2 separate regions of the Mus musculus genome follow, and region 1 is linked to region 2. Evidence: chromatin contacts called from public promoter capture Hi-C data. All regions are on one chromosome and are shown on one strand. The core of a region is the stretch at or near the end of the contact, and the rest is flanking DNA. Distances in the headings are between cores, read along the strand shown. Region 1 holds the start of Pds5b (PDS5 cohesin associated factor B). Region 2 holds the start of Uspl1 (ubiquitin specific peptidase like 1).

Region 1 (2,700 bases), core at 36-2,535, 1.5 Mb after region 2:
AGGGGGGTTCTTGAGCAGTGGGATGAACACTGGATCCCTAGGTCCACCAACCGGTGAGGAGCCATGTAGACATTAATAATCTTTCATTTACACAGCACATAATCTGTGCTGCACCACAGGGTTTAAAACATCGCACAAGAGGTGGAATACACCTTTAATTCTAGCACTTGGGAGGCAGAGGCATAGAGGCAGAGGCAGGTGGGTCTCTGTGAGCTCCAGACCCAGACAGAGCTACATAGTGAGACCCTATCTAACAAAACAAGACAAAACAACAAAAAAAGCCAGGAGTGGTGGCACATACCTTTAGTCCCAGCATTGGGAAGGCAGTGGCTGGAGGATGGAGCCTAGCCTGGGTTATATAGTGATTTCTAGGCCAGTCAGGGCTGCATAGTGAGAGCGTATTCTCAAATAAAATAATACACATTTATTTTTTATTTTATGTGTATGAGTACACTATAGCTATACAGATGGCTGTGAGCCTTCATGTGGTTGTTGGGGAATTGAACTTAGGACCTCTACTCACTCCAGTTGGCACCCTCTCGCTCCAGAAGATGGTGGGTGTCAGATCTCATTATGGGTGGTTGTGATCCACCATGTGGTTGCTGGGGTTTGAACTCAGGACCTTCGGAAGAGCAATCGGTGCTCTAACCCGTTGAACCATCTCGCCGTCCCCCTCCTTTTTTTTTTTTTAGAAATTAAAAAAAAAAAAAAAGGCCGGGCGTAGGGAAAATGCCAGTACTAAGGAGGCAGAAGCAGAGGCAGGCAGATCTCTGAACTCGAGGGCAGCCTGGTCTACATGGTAAGATCATGTGTAGCCTGGTGTACACAGTGAGCTCCACAGGCCAGCTAGGGCGGCAAAGGAAAGAAAAAGGAAAGAAAAAAAAAAAAGCCTCATCCAAAAAAGGAAAGAAAAAAAAAAGCCAAAGCCAGCGGAGTTCAGCTATCTACAGATTTCCCGCCAAAGCCTGGGAGGCTGAGTCCAAGCTGAGAGAACGCACTGACAGCTGCCCATCACTCTGCTGCCAAGGAGACAGAGGAGGCCGCGCCAGCAGGGCGGAGCCTGCGCGTGCGCGCCCCCGGGTGTGTGGGGCGGAGCCCGGAGCGCGGGCTGAGGAGCGCGTGCGCACGCGCCTGAGCGAGAAGCCGTGCGGCCGGTAGGGGGCGCTGAGAACCCACGCGGCGCTCTGCCTGCCCCCCAGGCGCTGTCCGCCGCGGTTCGATTGGAGCAGCCGCGGAGCTGCTCTTGGCGCCATTTTGAAGCGGAGAGGCGGAGGAACGGCCTGGACTGGCTGCGGAAGGGGAGGGGGGGCGGGAGGAGGCGATTGGATGCGGCGGCGGCGGCGGCGGCGGCGAGGGCGGCGGATCCCCGAGATCGGAGGAGCGCGAGGAGTGTAGGAGCCGGGCGACCGGAGGTAGGAGCGACTCGGGTAACGGAAAGGGAGCGCCTCTTCATCGCCTCAGCGCCCCACGCTCCATTTTTCTAGCGGGGCGTGCGCGCGTGGAGCCGTCGCCCGCTGAGCCTCGCGTGTCCCGGTGTCCCAGCGGGGCTGCGGTGGGGCCGGGGGCGGGGAGGCCGCGGGCCGCGGCTGGCGCCGGCCCGGAGTGACCTTTGCGGGGGCCGCGGCCGCGCCCCTCCCCCTCCCCTCTCCTCCCCCTGGAGAGAAGCCCCCCGCGCCGCTTCCCCCTTCCGGCTGCCTGCGGGCCCGGCGCGAGGGGAGGCGCGCCGCACTGCTCGGGAGTCGGGGAAGAGCCGGGAGCCGGCCGAGAGAGCGAGAGCGAGAGAGAGAGAGAGAGAGAAAGAGGAGAGAGTCAGAGAGAGTCAGAGAGAGAGAGAGAGAGAGAGAGAGAGAGTCCTCGGGCGACCGCGGGTGCAGCCCCACGGCGGTACGGACAGTGTGCGGTGCGGGCTCGCCCGCCCGCCTCTGCACCGTTATTCCACTGACACTCTAAAAGTTTGCGGTCCGGGAGAAGCCCTGGCGGCGGCGGCGTTGGTGTTGGCGGCGTTGGCGGCGGCTGTGGCTGTGGGTCTGCTTTTTGTTTTGTTTCGGTTTTTGCTCTGTACGTTGAAGAGCAAATGTGATGTTTGCACATAGGAGCAGGCATGTAGCATGCAGCCGACAGGTGTTTGCAGGGTCGACGGAACCCCGAAATTCAGCACCTGCTCTTCAGCGCTGCATGCTATTCCAGTACGAACTCCCGAGGGGTTTGAAAGAAGAGTGATTCGTTCGCTCCATCCTCAGGAACCCTACCAAGATTTAAAAGCCCCCCCCCCCCCCCATATTTTTGATTTCAAAGAATGCTCCTTTGATACTAGAGTTAGGAACTGATGGGTGGCTGTAATCGCTCCAAGGAGCGGTCTCTCTGTTGAATACTTGTTGAAGCTTTGGAAGTATTGTTTCATTTTTGAAGGTTGGTCTGAGGTCCTGAGAGAGTTGGGGAGGCCTGTGGACTTCAACGAAATAACCTTTTAAAAGCCAGGTGTATGTAGTGTAGGAGGTGGGCTGTAGCTAACTTATGATGACTGAAGTGGAGAAGGGCAATTTAAGCATTGTTCTCAGCACATGTAGTTAACAGTTCCACGAGGGGGTGTTTTCTGTGTTAACTTTTGTGAAAGTCAACTAAGTTGGCACAAGCGCGGGTTTCAGAGGCTATCTCTTGGCTGTGCACTAGACATGTCAGATGCTAGTGTTTGGGGGACTT
Region 2 (2,700 bases), core at 53-2,552:
ACTAGATCATTCAATTTATGAGCTGACATTCAGCAAGTGTTTATTGGGAGGGGAAGTGTACTCCACTCTAAAAATGGAAATAGCATGTTGAATAAGAAAACAATCCTATTAATCTTGGCTACTCTCTCAGGAAGAAATACTTTCTCAAAAACCTCATAATCCATACAAAAAGAAATCTTACTTGTTTGATCTTACAACAAATATACCAGTACAGTATGTAGTGTAAATGCAAAGATAAATAAAATTAAAAAAAAGCAAAACCTAACCAGTCTATTTTCGTCATGAGAGAGGAGAAAAAAAACCCTAACAAAGTCTCTGTTGGAACGCTCAGCGATTTCCATTCCTAAGTACCACAAACTGAAATTCTTTTATTGAATAATTTCTTCCTACAGCGGACTTGTTTCCCCCATTGCACGCTACCAAAATTATCAGTATTCTGCCAGAACATGGTCGTTTAAGACCACTAATGAAACCCTACAGGACCGCAATCCAAAATGCCAGTCATGATTCCTGTAAGGTCCAGAAAAAATCCCAAATTGTAGTCCCAGGCCACGGAAACAGTCTATGCAAAGGACTCCAAGAATAGGATGTCCTCATGGACGCGATCAGTCATGACCTCCCTGACACCACATGACCTTTCTACGAAGGCAGTTCTTAAAACTTAGCAACTGAGCTCTCCCCTCTCTGAAGTTCAAGGAGGCAGGGCGGCTGCTGAGATGCGCGGGTCGGCTGCTCAGTGCCACCCCGGGTCAAGTGCTCGTCTTTCGCTACCCCCCTTACCGTGAGCAGATCAGAGAGGGAAGAAAGAAAAAGTGGCCTCCAAGGATGGGTTTGGGGAAGAAGGGAGGGGCAGCTCCGTGTGTGGTAACCGTTTGTGAACACGTAGGGTGGTGGCGCGCGGGCCGAAAAGAACCAACTATGGGAGCCCGTCGTGGCGTCCGCCATGACGGCCCGCCAGGGAGGCCCATCACTGCGCCTGCGCGCCAGGCAGGCAGCCGCCCAGCGACCTCTCCTTCCTCTGCCGCGTAATCCCTCCGCTGAAGGCCGCGCACTAATTTTAATCACGCCCCGCCCCCTAGCCTCTGGCGTCACCTCCGCCACTCCAGCGCTTTCCAGCAGCTTCCAGAACCAAGCCTGCCCCACCCCCTCCAGCTCCCTCCCCCTCCCCCTCCCCCGTCCTCCCGACTCACACTTTGCAGGCTCTGTAGCGAGGGGCCCCGCCCTGTCGCCGCAGTTCCCACTGCGCCTGCGCCTGCTGGGCGGGCAAGCCACGCCTCTGCGGAGCCCTGCCGGAAGTGCTCTGGTCTTCCCCTTCCCCGGCCCTGCCCGCGTGCTCTCAAGCAGGGCTGCCTGCCGCAGGAAAGTGTTTGTGGGGTAGCTCTTGGGCGGCGGACTCGCAGGCGGAAGTTGCTTTCCTGGCGGAGAGGGCTGTGGGGGAGGAGCCGTCCGAGGGAACGTGGGTTGAACGTTACGGTTAGATGGTGGGGACCTCAAGCTGGAAGAGGAGTTCGGGTCCACTGTATGCGAAGAAGGAGCGTACTTCGGGAGGGTAAGGAAGACAGTAGTTCCCTCGGGAAGTAGAAATTGGGACGGCTGGAGTGCCCGGGGTGGGTCGTTGGCGCGCTGAAAAGATGGGGTAGGAACGAGGTTGTGGTGGGCAAGGTGGAGGATGGAGGTGCAGGCTGGGTCTTCAGGTTCCGGTTAGGCTCAAAGAGGTAAACGCTGAAGAGAAACCAGAGTTTGTGCCCGCCCCACGAAGAGCGTGGAGATGGGCTGGGTAACGGAACGCCGCGCCTCTTGGACTTCCTTGGTAGGCTTTTGAAGCTCAGTTCGCGTGGACCCATCCGTCTCAAATTCGGGAAGCTGGACTGGGTACCAAGCAGTATTGGGCTCTGTAAAGCCTATCCCTTCGCTGGGGCTTAAGTCTGCTGGCCTTGAAAATTCATATGCAGAGCCGAGAGATAAAGCTCCGAAGGGTTCCAGGCCCTTTGAATACCTGTAATAGTTTCTACACATGCAGTGAATTAAATTTAAATCCCTCTCGTGATTGGCTGCTAAATGGATCTATTCTGGGCTGATATCTCCCATTAAGGTCTCCGGAATGCGACTTACCTACGTTGAAGGTGGGGGCTCGGTGGTGGGCGTAGGTAAGAGGAAAAGTGCCGGAGATGAACACTGGAAAACCTTGGTTGTTCTCCTTGAAATAAGCTCATGTCATAATCTTTAGGATGTACTGAGCTGTTTGGGCGGACTTCCTACAATCAGATTGGATTAAATAGGTGGTTTGAAGCGGAGCTGTCATTTTGACAGTGATATGAATGGAAAGAGAGACAAGTTCGAAACATTTCCAAAGCCTCGTTCACGAGTTTAGATGGCGCCTACTGTGCAAACATGGGAGATGAGAGTGAGTAGACGGCACAAACTTTCTAGTCTGTATTTGGAAACCCAAAAGATGCCAAAATTTAGATACTGTACAGGGAGGAGCTAGCAGTTACACTTGGAGAAAAGATAATGAAGGTAATTTATTCCTAGACAAATTGAAATTTGAGACCCACCCCGGGGTTTTGTGTATAATACAGTGCTTGAAAAACCCCAAGAGTCTACTTCTGGTATTTTAAAACTTGAATATTCTTTGGGGAGGGGGAATTTCTTAATATTGTTTAGTGTTTCTACTACCATCTTAATGGGTCTCCTCCCTCC

The links. Promoter capture Hi-C pulls out the DNA fragments that hold promoters and counts their contacts.
Region 1: a contact with region 2 is called in a promoter capture Hi-C map of fetal liver, with 4 times the contacts expected there. The contact joins the promoter of Pds5b here to the promoter of Uspl1 in region 2. A contact is called at or near these places in 1 of 39 promoter capture datasets (fetal liver) and 1 of 9 other capture datasets (adipose tissue).

The regions. Positions count from the first base shown.
Region 1 is chr5:150,672,542-150,675,241 of GRCm38.p6, forward strand. It overlaps Pds5b (PDS5 cohesin associated factor B), which reads left to right and starts at 1,286. Exons shown (of 35, transcript NM_175310.6): 1 at 1,286-1,412. Gm40353 reads left to right here. Exons shown (of 6, transcript XM_017321266.1): 2 at 1,200-1,427; 3 at 1,485-2,021.
Region 2 is chr5:149,183,258-149,185,957 of GRCm38.p6, forward strand. It overlaps Uspl1 (ubiquitin specific peptidase like 1), which reads left to right and starts at 1,303. Exons shown (of 9, transcript NM_001115149.1): 1 at 1,303-1,549.